3 separate regions of the Mus musculus genome follow, and regions 1 and 2 are each linked to region 3. A link is a contact called in public HiChIP or PLAC-seq data. All regions are on one chromosome and are shown on one strand. The core of a region is the stretch at or near the end of the contact, and the rest is flanking DNA. Distances in the headings are between cores, read along the strand shown.

Region 1 (4,348 bases), core at 702-3,201, 56 kb after region 3:
GTCCATCTGTCTTCCTTCCTTTTTCTCTTTCTGTTTTTTTTTTTTTTTTAATTTCAAGAAAAGTTCTTGTTATGTTTCTGAGCCTGGCCTTGGATTCATTATCTAGGACAGACTAGCTGTAAATTCACTGTGGTTGCTGTGTCTGCTTCTCAAGTGCTGGAATTGCAGGAGGCCCAACTCACTTCTCTACCAAGAAAATCTTACAACTGGATATGGTCTCGCACACCTTTGATCTCAGCACTTGGGAAGCAGAGGCAGGCACATCTCTGATCTCTGTAAGTGTGATGCCAACCCGGTCTATTCAGGACAGCCAGGGTTATATAGGGAGATCCTGTCTTTAAAATACAACACAATAAAATTGTCAGTTAAAATTAGCTTTAAAAAATTATTATTATTATCATTATTATTTGCAGTGCTGGGAGTGAACCAAGGGCCCAGGGCCTTATATGCTAGTACATGCTAAACACTCTACCTCTGAGCTAAATCTCTATGTTCTTAGGAATTAATTTGGGCCAGCCAGGCGTCGTGGTGCACGCCTTTATTTCCAGCACTTGGGAGGCAGAGGCAGGAGGATCTCTGTGAGGCCAGCCTGGTCTACATAGTTCTAGGACAGCCAAGGCTATTACACAGAGAAACCTCATCGTGAAAACCAAAGTTGGGGGGATAGGGGTAGAAAGAAAGAAAAGAAAAGAATTAATTTGGGCTACATGAGTAACAATAGTGTTGTCTGTATTTTCTAAGTGATTAAATAAATAAATAAAAGGTCTTGTCTCCTCTACATCGCTTCTTTCTTTCCTTCTTCATTGGTGGCTGCCCTGCCTTCCTCCAGGAGAAGGGCCAGCTTTGCTTTCTTCCTTAGGACAAAGGCCAGAGAAATTCTATGTCTTGGCAAGTGCCAGGGTCACAGTACGTAACCAACAAATGCTTGGTGGTTTAATTTTGTGTGTATGTCCCTGTGTGCACTTGTATTTGCATGGGTAGGCATGCGCCACGGTGCATGTGAGGTCAGAGCACAGCCTACAGAAGCCAGTTCTCAACTTCTGATACATGGATCCCAGGAGACCCATCCTTCTCCGGTTTAGTGGCAGACACCTCTTCTCACTAAGTCATCCCATAAACACGTTTTAGTTGAACTGGGGGCTACCACAGTGTTGTGGATAATCTAATTTAGGAAGCAAGAGATGTGGCCTCTGCTGGAAGTCCTTACTGCATAACTTACCAATCAAAGTCCCTTGTAAGCTTGCTAAACAATTTGATAGCATGGTGCCTTGGATAGCTTGGTTAATGTCCTGGGCTCAAAAATCTAGGAACAGTTATACAAAGTAGCAATGCAGGGTGGCACTCATGTGACCGTCAGTGTTGCTATTGGGACAGGGATAAGTGGCCTTACCTACACGAGTCACACAGATCGACACAGTCTAACCGCTCTTTGGTGGGGGAGAGATTATAAACTAAAATAAATTTCAGAACCTATGAGGAAAAATGTATAGCATCATTTTCATGGGCAGACAATGCTCTTTGTCCTTCTTACTAATGCTGTGTCCTTTCTGTACCATCTATCTTCAGGCTACTACTGCTGAGCCACAGTGTGTTAGTGCATAGTGTGTGTTATTCTTACATGTGGTTAACTACCAGGAGCTACCTACCACATTACTGCCTATTTGAAGCAGACGTAAGTCTTTATTTAGGGCCTCACACTCTTTTCTCTCAAAAGCTGAATTTATTACTTTGCACTTATAAAACAGAAATCCTTTGGTTTTCTAAATAATAAAAGAAAATAAAATGCATTGGAAGCTAAAAATCAAACCAAACCAAACCAATTTCTTGGGGCTGCACACGGTGCCTTTTGCTAGTGTTCAGCTAGCATGATCGTGTCCCTGGGTTTGAGTCTCAGCTCTGCATAGCCTGAGTTGGTGGCATGCACCTATAATTCCAGCCTTTAGGGGGCAGAGGCAGGGGAATCAGAGGTTCAAGGTGCTCTGCAGCTACACAGAGAATCTGAGGCCAGCCTGGGCTACACAAGACTGTCTCAAAAACCGAAATAACACCAGCAAAACCTTTGTATCATAATTAGAGGGAGATTTTTCAAAAGAAGCTGTTCTTAGAGCAATCTCACACGAACAATAGGCAGAATAGTTCTTTTACTACTCTTAGTTATTCGTGCTATGGCACAAATACTGCCCAGCTGCTCTATCAAGGAGCATGGGGAAGAGGCCATTGTCTGGTTCCTTCCGCTCGCTGGCTCCCCCTAGCGGGATCGGTGAGAAGGTAGGTCAAATGCTTGTTGACAACACATTTCTCTTTTGGGTGGGGATTAAGAAGATAAAGGCTGTTTGGGATGTCTCTACAATGGGTCCTAGGCACTGTCCTGTCAATCCCAGGACGGATGTCCCTCAGAGTCCCAGTGCTCGAGCAGCAAAAGGGACCTAGAAGCCCGTAGTGGCTCTGTGTTCCCATCCTGTGACTACAGTGATGACCAGCAAGCCAGTGCCTGACACTGATGCCCACTTCTGTACTGACTCAGCTTCCAGAAAGCCTCGGGCTGTAGTCAGCCCCTTCCACCCTCAACAGATACCGCATGTGCCATCCGCCATTCTGAGAGCTAGTTATTGTCTCCCAATGCCTCTTTCCCAACAGTCTTCTCTTGGTGTTTGATAAGACCAGAGGGTGAAACGTTGCTCCAGTGGCTGGCCCCGCCTATGTACCTGCAGCAGTGCTAGTTGGATAATGGGGGACGAGGGGGGAAAGAAGGGGTAAAGGACACAAAAGTGGGAGCTGACATTTTGGTGTCTGGGGGATTGGTGGACTGGGCATGCATATGATGAAGACACGCTCGCTGCATACACATGTATGATATCGTCAAAGAACACATAAAATGTTATTCTCTAAAAAATGTCACTTTTAAAGACATTTTTAGGTTTGACTACAGTCAGTGAGATGACTGTAGGAGACGGTCTCAGCTGTACCTTCCATCTCACCACAGGACTTCCGTCGATCCTAGTCACAAGTGAAATGACAGGGTGTGGGAGTCTCTGGGAATCCCTGTTTCGGCTGGCTCTCTCTCATCCTCTGCCTACACAGGCTCCGCTCACTTTTCTGACAAGTCTCTCAGATGTCAGTAGCACCCCAGCTCCAAGCAACATGGAGCTCAGCCCGGCCACTCGGAAGTCCTCTCTCACCCTTCAGAAACTGCAGGTACCTTGGTCCCAGTATCGGCTTCTCTGCCTCTACCTAGACTCTGATGTCTGATGGGTCAGAGCTGACCAAGATGCCTAAAAAATGCTTGGGAAGTCTTGGACAAAGAGTGACCACATCTTTTCCTTAGGGCACAGCTCTTTTTGAAAAATTTCATGTGTCAGGGGAAGGTTGGGTAGTGGGAAGGGGAGGGTGTTGGATCCCTTGGAGCCTCCAATACTGGGATTCAAACTCCAGTCCTCATGATAGAACAACAGGCACTCTTAACTGCTGGGCCATCTCCCCAGCCCCAAACTGTCAGGCATACCCGTCTCAGGCTTCCCTAGTAGCTGGGCCCACACATGCATAAACTGAGCTTAACTGATGAAAACACAAACAAACAATTGTGTGGCTGATCATGTGTGGCTCACGCCTCTGATCCTAGCACTAGGGAGGCAGAGGCAGGTGGATCTCTGAGTTCAAGGCCAGGCTCATCTACACAGTGAGCCACAGGACAGTCAGGACTAAATAGGAAACCCTTGTCTCAAAAATAAATACAAACCAAGTGTGTGTAGGATGACACTGGGTGTCCTGATCTACCACTCTCTGCTTTAGTCCCAGAGACAGGGTCTCACTGAACTTGAGGTATGCCAGCCTAGAGACCCTCCCATGAGACCCAAGTAAAAGCCTTGTGAGTGCATAAGGGACCAAGCCAGGCTTTTTACTTGCTTTCTGGGGATTTGAACTCAGATCCACTTACCTTTAGCAATATCTGCTGAACCATCTCCTCAGCCAATTAAATGATTTATAAAGAACAGTGGAGCTGGTGAGATAGTTCGGGGAGGGGGTTGGGGTTGGGGTAAGGGGGTTTGCTGTTTACCAGCAGGGGTGTAGTAACTCCAGAAAGACCAGAAACTGCTGAATTCAATCTCACATGTAAGAGACTAGATAAAATTAAGCAACAGCTGGGTGTGGTGGTACTTGCCTTAATCCCAGCACTTGGGAGGCAGAGGCAGGTGGATCTCTATGAGTTCGAGGCCAGCCTGGTCTACAGAGTGAATTTGAGGCCAGATGATTTACAGGGTAAGATTCTGTCTCTCATCTCCTCTTATCTTCCTTCCTGCCTGCCTGCCTGCCTGCCTGCCTGCCTGCCTGCCTGCCTCTCTCTCTCTCT
Region 2 (4,372 bases), core at 1,521-4,020, 34 kb after region 3:
TAGCAATCTTTAAGTTTACTTTTCATTACAAATATTTGTCAAGTTTTGTTTCAGAAACATTTTTCCTACTTTCTTGCACATGCGCCCAGACACACTACAAAAAATTCATTCATAACACAGTAAGGGCAAACATTACTCATGTAAACATCTTCCATTGATTTCCCGTAATTAAAAAAAAAATCATAGAATTATATATTGAATAAGGCTCATAGATTTAGTTCAAATTCCACAAAAGACCAAAGATGGTTTTTTTTTCTTTTTAACTGTGATGGGTTGACTTTTGGTTACAATCAAGGCCGAAAGCATAACCCCCTGGCTTCCACTCCATAAACGTACCTCACAACCCAAGAAAATGCCTCGTAGGATAGAAAGAGAACATAGAAAAACCAAGAGGAAAAAAAAAAGAAAACATTTGAAGAAAGGAGCCAAGAATCGTGGACATAACTTCATAACTCGCTTATGCAACCACCAGGTGTGACGTACATAGCCCCTGTAGCATCAAGAATAATTATAGTAACCAAGTAGATAGGTAAGGGGGCACTGGCTCAGTGTTCATATTGCTAGCGTACACAGTGAAATTTGTCAGATTATTGTTTTGTTATAACCCAGGGCCAAAGGTGGGTTGGGGAACGCACTCAAGTGAAATATCATTTTGTAAAGGATTTTTTGTTTGTTTGTTTTGTTTTTCTTTCCAGTAACTCAAGAGTTGGAAGGTATTAGGTACATGAATGGTCTTCATATTAAAATGACATTTAACAACTGCGTGTAAAATCACAGACAGGAATCAAGGGTTTCCATTATCCACGGAAGTCTCCCTCTCTGGCTGAAGTCGGGTGCTTAGATGCATAGTCTTCCAGAGCTGAGACTGGATAAGGACTGTGCTGAGGATGGCCCCTGCCAGCGGCTGCTCGCCTCCTCCCTCGAGGAGAGGGAGGTCAGAAGGCAAAAAGCATTGGTAACTCTGTGAAGTCCCACCCCGGGGTCCAGACCCCAACTCCACTGAGGGTAGCTTCCCTGACATCGTGACTAGGCAGTTAGGGGTGGCGAGTGAAGGTAGCCGGGAAACCCAGCTCCGAGGTTTACAAGTCTGGCTTCTGATTCTGCTGCCCTGCAAAAATAATTGTGCTCGTATAACTGCACCGGTGTCTCTAACGCCTCGATTCGCTCTCAGGCCCCTCAGAGGCCTGCGGGAATCACTAAAAGGTAAACACGTCTCCTTTAGCACCGAACTTACCACCAGAAAGCGGCTGAGGCACTGGGGAAGCCTACCTCACATCGGACGCCACCCCACCAGGAGGTGGTCATCAGTCAGAGCGGTTTGTAGGCTTTTTGATTTCTAAAAATGAAAATTGATCTGCATTATATCTCAATAGACTCAGATAATTCTCACCAAAAATTTTTGTCCTGTGTTTAAATAGCACTGGAATAATTCAACTTCATTTAAATATATTCATTCTACCATGAAAATATTTCATACAAACAGCTATTTACATACAAACACATTAAAATTTGTGGAAAGGGCTCCACCCCTGCGGCTTTATGGCTTGAAATAGTTTCATTGCTTTGAATATGTATGCACATGTTTGGCAAAATAAAACTTACAAAATTGAGTCTTTTTGAAAACAAAAATCACCACCCCTCCCCTCCCCTCCCCAACCCCGGCAAAACCAAACCAAAACCAAAAACAACCCTCCAAAACTAAAACCCAAAAAACACTGACACCAAAGCTTAAAATTTTAGAAGGGAAAGCAATCCAAGCCCCGCTGCCCCGCTGCAGCAATGCAAGCCTCAGGGCGGGAATCTATCAAGGTACCTCCCTGTACCTGGAAATTGAAGATATTTGTGAACCTTTGATCTGCAGCAAAGAAACATTGCGACTCTCCATCTTGCAACATAGTTTTGCTTGTTTGTCTAAAATAAAAGATGTCTGGATTCTAAATCTCTACTTTGAAGACAGAATTTGAGGTGGCTGTTTGAGAATAACCAAAGCCTAGAACTCTTGACCTTCTTGGAAAATGTAGAAGTGCATTTTTGCAGTGAGAAATTTAGATTTTTTTTCTTAAACCAATTAAGTAAAATTAATAAAAGTGTCACATACTGTCTCACGAAGACAACCTTTTATTTCAGTGTTCACAATTGACCCTTCCACTCCCAGTACTAGGGACGTAAGCCAGGGCCTCTAGCTGCTAGGCAGATGTTGGACTTTGAGCTGTATTTGCTGCTCAACGCAACTTTAATTGTCACAATTAAATGTTGTAAATGATTACATGGCCTTGTTGGTGTGTGGGTGTGTGTGTGTGTGTGAGGGTTGGTGATAAGGAAACAGTTTTTCAAGACTGATGAACCCCAAAGGGGAATGAGGCTGAACTCTAGTCCCAGTCAGGTTCAAAGAGGCCTTGACAAAAAAAAAAAAAAGGTTTCCTTTTTAGTTGCTGGAGAGGTCAGGGATTGAGAGGATTAAAATAAGAATCTGTACTAAGAAACTCAAGTCTTCCGCCTGTTACTCTGTAACCTTATCATTCTTTTGTGTCCTAATTTCAGTTCTTTCTTTTGCTTCTGTTAGTTCCAGCGTATGCCCCAGTTAGGGGGGACGTGCTCCATGGATTAGTTCCTAGTCCTAACTCCTAACTCTAACACAAGGCAATAATAGTTCAGCATAGGAAAGATGCTAAAGATGGGTCAAGTCATGCAGGGTTGGACTGAGACAGCTCTGAATGAGGCCTCTCGAGACCCGTGCTGACGTCAGGCAGGTAAGCCCACAAGCGCCAGCTGTCAGGAAGACAGCGCACAGTTCTTTTTCTTCTCTACCACACAGAATCTCAATCATGGCTGTTTGTGATTATGATCCTGAGAGAAGACCAGACTTGCCCGCTTCCTATGTCCTTCTACAGTAGAAGGCACATTCGGAGGCTTTTCTGTTTTGGTTCAAGCAAGGAGCAAACCCCAACCTCCCTCAGCAGCTAATTCTCTATGCAGCGCCTATGCTGTCTGCTTCTCTTCTCCACAGTGAGGTTCTGGCCTCTTTAACAGTTGCAACCTATGACTAAGCAAGTTACCTATGCTTGGTAACTTGGAGAGAGGAAGAGAGAAGGGGAGGGGGAAGGGGAGGGAGGGGGAAGGGAAAGCAAGGGAAGGGGGAGGGGAGGGAGAGGGAGAAGAAGAGGGAGGAAGAGGGAGTAAAAGGAAGAGGGAGGGAAAGGAAGAGGGAGGGAGAGGGATAGAGAAGGCGGAGGCAGGGGCAGTGACTGGAATGGGTCACAGTCAGGGAAAGGCACAGAGTCCAGCAAGAGAGAAGAGGAACTTAAGACATAAGGAAAGAGGTGGAGCAATCGGCTGGGCTGCCATTCTGCACACACACACCCAGGCTTCTCACACAGCAGAAGAAAAGGAGCTGAAAGGCACCAGGAACCCAGGGCGAGGGGAGACAGGGAGGCTCGGCTCTGAGGGTCTGCTTCCTGTGTCTAAGGGTCACCGACACATTGCTGCTGGGTTTGAAGTCCAGTGTGTCTTCCTCCACTGTGGGATGGGAAAAGTAGATCGGTTTCCCAGCCACATGTGTGTGTGTGTGTGTGTGTGTGGAGGGGCGGGTGCGTGCCATGCTGGGTGTGGTCAGAGGCTAGCCTTCAGGAGTTGTTTCTCTCCTACTATATATGTCCTAAGGCTTAACTCAGGCCATCGGCTTGCCAACAGCACCTTTACCTGCTAAACGTTTTTTGCTGGCCCTTAAGCCCCCCCAAATTGTTTTTGAGTCCCATTTGGATGAGATTGCTAGAGTAGCCCTTTAGGATAGAGGTTGAGCCCCTACAGCAACTGAGGCTAAGGTTCCATCCCCAGGTGTGAAATCCTGTGAGCCTGGGCGATTGGAGGTGGAACCTGTTCTCTCGTCCTCCGTCCTCCTTCTCATCTGGTCACTGAAGTTCAGCCATTGTTCTCCCCAAAGCAGCCAACTCTCTTTGGGCACATTTACAGAAAAGCTCCTCTCAGAATCTGAACCCACAGACTCAGCCTCCTGTCAGAGTTTACTGAATGGTGTCTTTCTACAGAATAGAAGCCATCCTATCCTGCTGACTTGCAGTCTGAAAACTATTCAGTCCTCTTTGCAGGAGGCTCCTCGAAAGTCCAGAGGACGTTTCTCCCGAGGGAACTCGCTCCTTAAGCTTTCAAACAGGGATGTGACTAGCACTCCCGGGCAGCATCGTCACCTGGGTGCAGAGCCTGACGGTAGGTATGTCAGGAAGCTTGTGAAAGAGCCCAGGGGTGGCTATCACAACTGAGGGCTGAGTTCTCCACCTGGGGCTCTTGATGGAAAAGCTGTGTCGCAGCCCCAGATAAAGCACTCCTGAAAGTTGTGAAGACCAAGATGCAACTGACC
Region 3 (4,108 bases), core at 1,547-4,046:
AAGATGTACTCTACCATCAGCTCCAGTATTACTCTTTATGTTACTAAAAATGGCTCATGGAAAAGAGTGCATTCTCCCTGTGTAGCCACCAGAGGGCACCAGTGAACAGTTTAACAGCCATACCCAGCATCCTATTTTGGAGAAATCACTTTTTCACTATATATATCTACTGTAGAAAAAAAAAAAACCAAAAACAAGTTTAGTCATTCATAAATGTTATCCTAAGAGAATTGTTGAGATTTTAAGGGTACTGGGGATCAATGCAGGGCCTTGTTAGGTAAATGGCTTACCACTGAGTTTTCTTTTTTTTTTTTAACATATACATATTTATTTTTTATTTGGCATTATAAGGACATAATAGGTATACTGCTTGTTTGAGAGAGAATCTTTATGTAGTCCTGGCTGTCCTGGACCTCAGTATATAAACCAGGCTGGCCTTGAACTCACAGCAGTCACCCTGCCTCTGCTCCTGCTACATTCAGCAGGTTGACTTTGAACTTGAGATCCTCCTGCCTTATCCTTCTGCGGACCCGGGATCATGGCTATGTGCCACCTTTCCTGGCTGACAAACTATCAGCTTAGGCAGGAACTAAGAGTTGGGAGAAAGAATTCTGGGAGAGAAGGAGGTGGGAAGATTTGCCAGAAAGATACGACGGGATGAACTCATGGTACCTGAGCACAGGTAACCAGCCACATGGCAGAATGTAGGCTAGAATAAACGGGATATTTTAATTTATATCTAATCAGAGAAGAACCTAGCTATATGGCCAAGATATTTGCAGATATATTTTGAGTCTGAGTCTTATTTCTGGAAGGAGTAACCAGGGCCCAACCACAATGTCCCACAGTGCAACACCAAAATGTTTATAAACAGTACAGTTCCTTGTATCACTTCTTCATGCCTCGGGTCTCCCATGGAGGCAGAAAAAGCCCAAGGGCCAGGTGTTTCCTGAGAGCACACAGAGTTGCTTTACAGAAGTGCTATGCACTGACGAGATTTAGAGAGTCTATTCAAGCATCCATGTCCACTCATTTCCACTCAAGTGAAAGAATGTTCATTGTGTTAAATATAAGCATTTTTCCTTAGTGGGAGAGAAAGAAGGCCTCTGTCTTAGTTATTCTTCTATTGCTATAGCGAAACACCATGACCAAGACAACTTAGAAAATAAAGCATTTAATTGGGGGCTTGCTTACATTTTCAGAGGGTTAGTCCATGATCATCATGGCAGCAGCCAGGCTGAACTTGAATCATGATTATCCTCCTGCCTCAGCATGTACTATTATATCATGCAGTTCTACATTTTCAATGGAACTTCAATAGGACCCAAGTCTCAAAATGAAATGTTTAAAATGCCCAGGATGTAAGCCCAATTACTAAGCATTCAAAGAATGCGGGAAATCTCAGTCCTCCTAGGAAAAATGCTGCCAACACTGCACACAGATGGTGAAATTATCTCATGAACTATTAACCATTTAATGGAGGTTAATTCTCATTTGTCTCATGTCTGTAAATTCAGGCAAAGTGATCAACAGCTTTCTTCCTGGGCTCTTTTCTAGGGATATTTGTATAGCAATCGTTTTTTGCGTGATAAAAAATATTTTTTTCTTCTTGTTCTAGGGGGAGTCTTGTTTGGTCTCCAGGATGAGAAAAGGCACCATCACTCTTCTGGATGAAGCTGGACAGATTCAGAGACCATTTATGAAATACCCGTTTCCTGCAGAGCATTTCCTGTAATGCTACCACTTACATCGGACAGACATCACCTTGGCCTCATGGCATCACTTGGGGAATGGGGTATACTCTGCCTCTCTGAGAAGGTGCCTTTTCTTTCTCACCTAGGAGTTTCATTGACAGTTCATCAACTGGCACTGGAACTTGTTGACTTACAAAGTTAACATGTCAGATCCTTCAGAGTTGACTCCAAAACGTCTCCATGTAACCACTAACATACTGTTCCAGCCTTCTCAGTACTGGGATTATAGGCATGTGGTATTACATTCAGCTTAAGTGGTACTTATTTTTAATTTTAAACCAATGGTAACATTCAGCCAGGCATAGTCTCACACCTGTAACCCTAGTATTCAGGAGACTAAGACAGGATTCCCACAAAAATCAGAGCCAGCCTGGATACACAGTGAGGTTCTAGGCCAGCTTTAGCTACAATATGAAAATCCTGGGGGGGGGGGGCTGGATAGGAAAGAAGGGAATAAGGAGATGGTTCTAAATTTGGATCCCCAGAACCCAAGGCAATGCTGAGCAGGCATGGAAGACCTCCTGTAATTCCTACCTTGGAAGATGGAGACAGAATCCCCAGAGCAAGTTAGCTACCAAGACTAGCTCTATGGAATGAGCTCTGGGTTTGACTGAGAGATCCTGCCTCAAGGAGACCTGGCTGTCCTGGAACTCTATGGAGTTGAAGAGAATCACAGAGATTTAAGACTTGTGTTGCTCAAACCAGCCGAAAACAATTTGTCTCTTTTACAAAACAAACTGAGCGGGTCGTGGTAGTGTACACTTTTCATTGCAGCACCGGGAAGGCAGAGGTAGAGGAGAGTCTCTACGGCCAAGATCAGGTTCAGGAGCTGAGTAGCCTCTCACCCTCCTGCCCACGCCGTTCCGCCCCGCTCCACGGAGGCCCGGAGGAAGCGGTGAGCACAGGGGATGCTCAGAGCCCAACTCCAAGCCCCAACCCCGGCTGCGACCAGGCGGCCACGACGCCACTGCGCCGCCGCCTCTCGCGAGACCACAGCCGGGCCGCGCCTCCTTCCTCTCCGCTGTCTCTCTCTCTCTCCCCGCCCCCGGGGGCTGCGCAGCTTCCTCCAGAGCTCGGGAACCTCGGACGTGGCGAGGCGGTCAGAAGGCTGGAGCGCGGCACATAGAGGTCCCTCGGGCGGACCTTCTGAGCCGCAGTCCAGCCAGGGAGCGCCGACGCATCTTTCCAGGTACACCGCACCGACTGGCGGAGGCCTACTGCGCGTGCGCCGGGGCCTTAGCGGGGCGCCACACCTGGGTGGGCAGGGGCTGCTCGCGCACGCGCGCCGCGGTGCCCGCGGGCTGTGGGGAGTTGGGCGTCGTTTGTCACTGCTAGGGAGCGCTGTCGCTGGCGTGGCGTCATTCCCGCGGCTTCTGTGCTCCGGCTCAGCTCGGGGCGGGGCGGGAGGATGACTTCGGAGATGGAGTCGTCGCTGGAGGTCAGCTTCTCGTCCAGCTGTGCGGTGTCAGGGGCGTCTGGGTGTTTGCCTCCCGCCCGCTCCCGCATCTTCAAGATCATAGTGATCGGCGACTCGAACGTGGGCAAGACGTGCCTGACTTACCGCTTCTGCGCCGGCCGCTTCCCCGACCGCACCGAGGCCACGATCGGGGTGGACTTCCGAGAGCGAGCCGTGGATATTGATGGAGAGCGCATCAAGGTGAGCCGGTGGGGCGGGGACGCTGTCTCAGCGGAGTGCCGCTCCTTCTTGGCAGGTGTCGGGACCTCACCCTGGGTCTGGGCAGGAGTGTGCGGTGCGCCCCATGGCGTGGGAAAGTGTGTTTGTATCTATCAAACTTCTGAGGCATTGTTCCTCCACCTCTAATGTACATCAGGTTTACCTGGGACTTCTTGTTTTTCAAAAAAGCACGTTCTGATTTGATAAGCTCCCCTATAACGCACATGCAATGAGTCTGTGGACCGACCACACTTTGAGTGACAGAGGTGTAGGGGGCGGTCACCCCCCCACTCCCACCCCCATTGCTTGAGTGAGAGTTTTGGGCTGGGAATCTGGGTGGTGGTGGTGGTGGGGTATAACCGGAAGAAACTCAGAAATTTTTCAAGCATAGAAAATTCCGTTATAAGTCGGGCCTGGGGGAACACTTCTTAAATCTCAGCACTCTCACAGAGACCAGGATCTCTGTGTTTGAGATCAGCGTGGTCTAATTAGTTCCAGGATAGACAGGGCTCTCCTGGATAGACAGAATACACAGAGAAACCCTGTCTCAACCAAACAAACCTCAAACACCCCAATTTAACAACAACAACAACAACAACAACAACAAAACCTCCGTTATATCTAGGAATTCTTTTGAGCATTGCACAGATGCTAAGTATTGTGGGAGTAAAACCTGTTG

What was found. HiChIP or PLAC-seq counts read pairs in DNA pulled down with a chosen protein or histone mark.
Region 1: an H3K4me3 HiChIP or PLAC-seq map of embryonic stem cells shows a contact between it and region 3, with 35 read pairs. The contact joins the enhancer-like site here to the promoter of Rab33b in region 3. A contact is called at or near these places in 11 of 39 promoter capture datasets (the C10 cell line, HPC-7-derived erythroid cells, cranial neural crest and 8 more), 3 of 15 datasets of contacts at CTCF or cohesin (CD8 T cells, the NIH/3T3 cell line and embryonic stem cells), 53 of 484 Hi-C or Micro-C datasets (the C2C12 cell line, CD4 T cells, CD8 T cells and 43 more), 20 of 115 datasets of contacts at active chromatin or transcription factors (the SCID.adh cell line, bone marrow-derived macrophages, craniofacial prominence and 14 more) and 4 of 9 other capture datasets (adipose tissue, embryonic stem cells, liver and 1 more).
Region 2: an H3K27ac HiChIP or PLAC-seq map of trophoblast stem cells shows a contact between it and region 3, with 20 read pairs. The contact joins the enhancer-like site here to the promoter of Rab33b in region 3. A contact is called at or near these places in 2 of 39 promoter capture datasets (cranial neural crest and trophoblast stem cells), 1 of 15 datasets of contacts at CTCF or cohesin (the NIH/3T3 cell line), 8 of 484 Hi-C or Micro-C datasets (the AML12 cell line, Sertoli cells, brain and 5 more), 10 of 115 datasets of contacts at active chromatin or transcription factors (the SCID.adh cell line, embryonic hindbrain, embryonic stem cells and 4 more) and 2 of 9 other capture datasets (adipose tissue and pancreatic islet).

Annotation. Positions count from the first base shown.
Region 1 is chr3:51,537,815-51,542,162 of GRCm38.p6, forward strand. The region is part of intron 3 of Setd7 (SET domain containing (lysine methyltransferase) 7); the gene reads right to left. Among named protein-coding and RNA genes, the nearest start is that of 5031434O11Rik, 20 kb to the right of the region's middle. Within about 2 kb of position 1,952, at least 48 of the 459 cell types and tissues checked have an H3K27ac peak or open chromatin away from gene starts, as enhancers often do. A contact at or near this core is called in CD8 T cells, Th1 cells, bone marrow-derived macrophages and 11 more, where this site is marked.
Region 2 is chr3:51,515,366-51,519,737 of GRCm38.p6, forward strand. Setd7 (SET domain containing (lysine methyltransferase) 7) reads right to left here. Exons shown (of 8, transcript NM_080793.5): 8 at 1-4,372. Among named protein-coding and RNA genes, the nearest start is that of Gm36008, 6.6 kb to the left of the region's middle. Within about 2 kb of position 2,771, at least 97 of the 459 cell types and tissues checked have an H3K27ac peak or open chromatin away from gene starts, as enhancers often do. A contact at or near this core is called in the SCID.adh cell line, intestinal villus epithelium, myeloid progenitors and 4 more, where this site is marked.
Region 3 is chr3:51,481,170-51,485,277 of GRCm38.p6, forward strand. Rab33b (RAB33B, member RAS oncogene family) reads left to right here and starts at 2,797. Exons shown (of 2, transcript NM_016858.2): 1 at 2,797-3,411. The coding sequence starts at 3,163.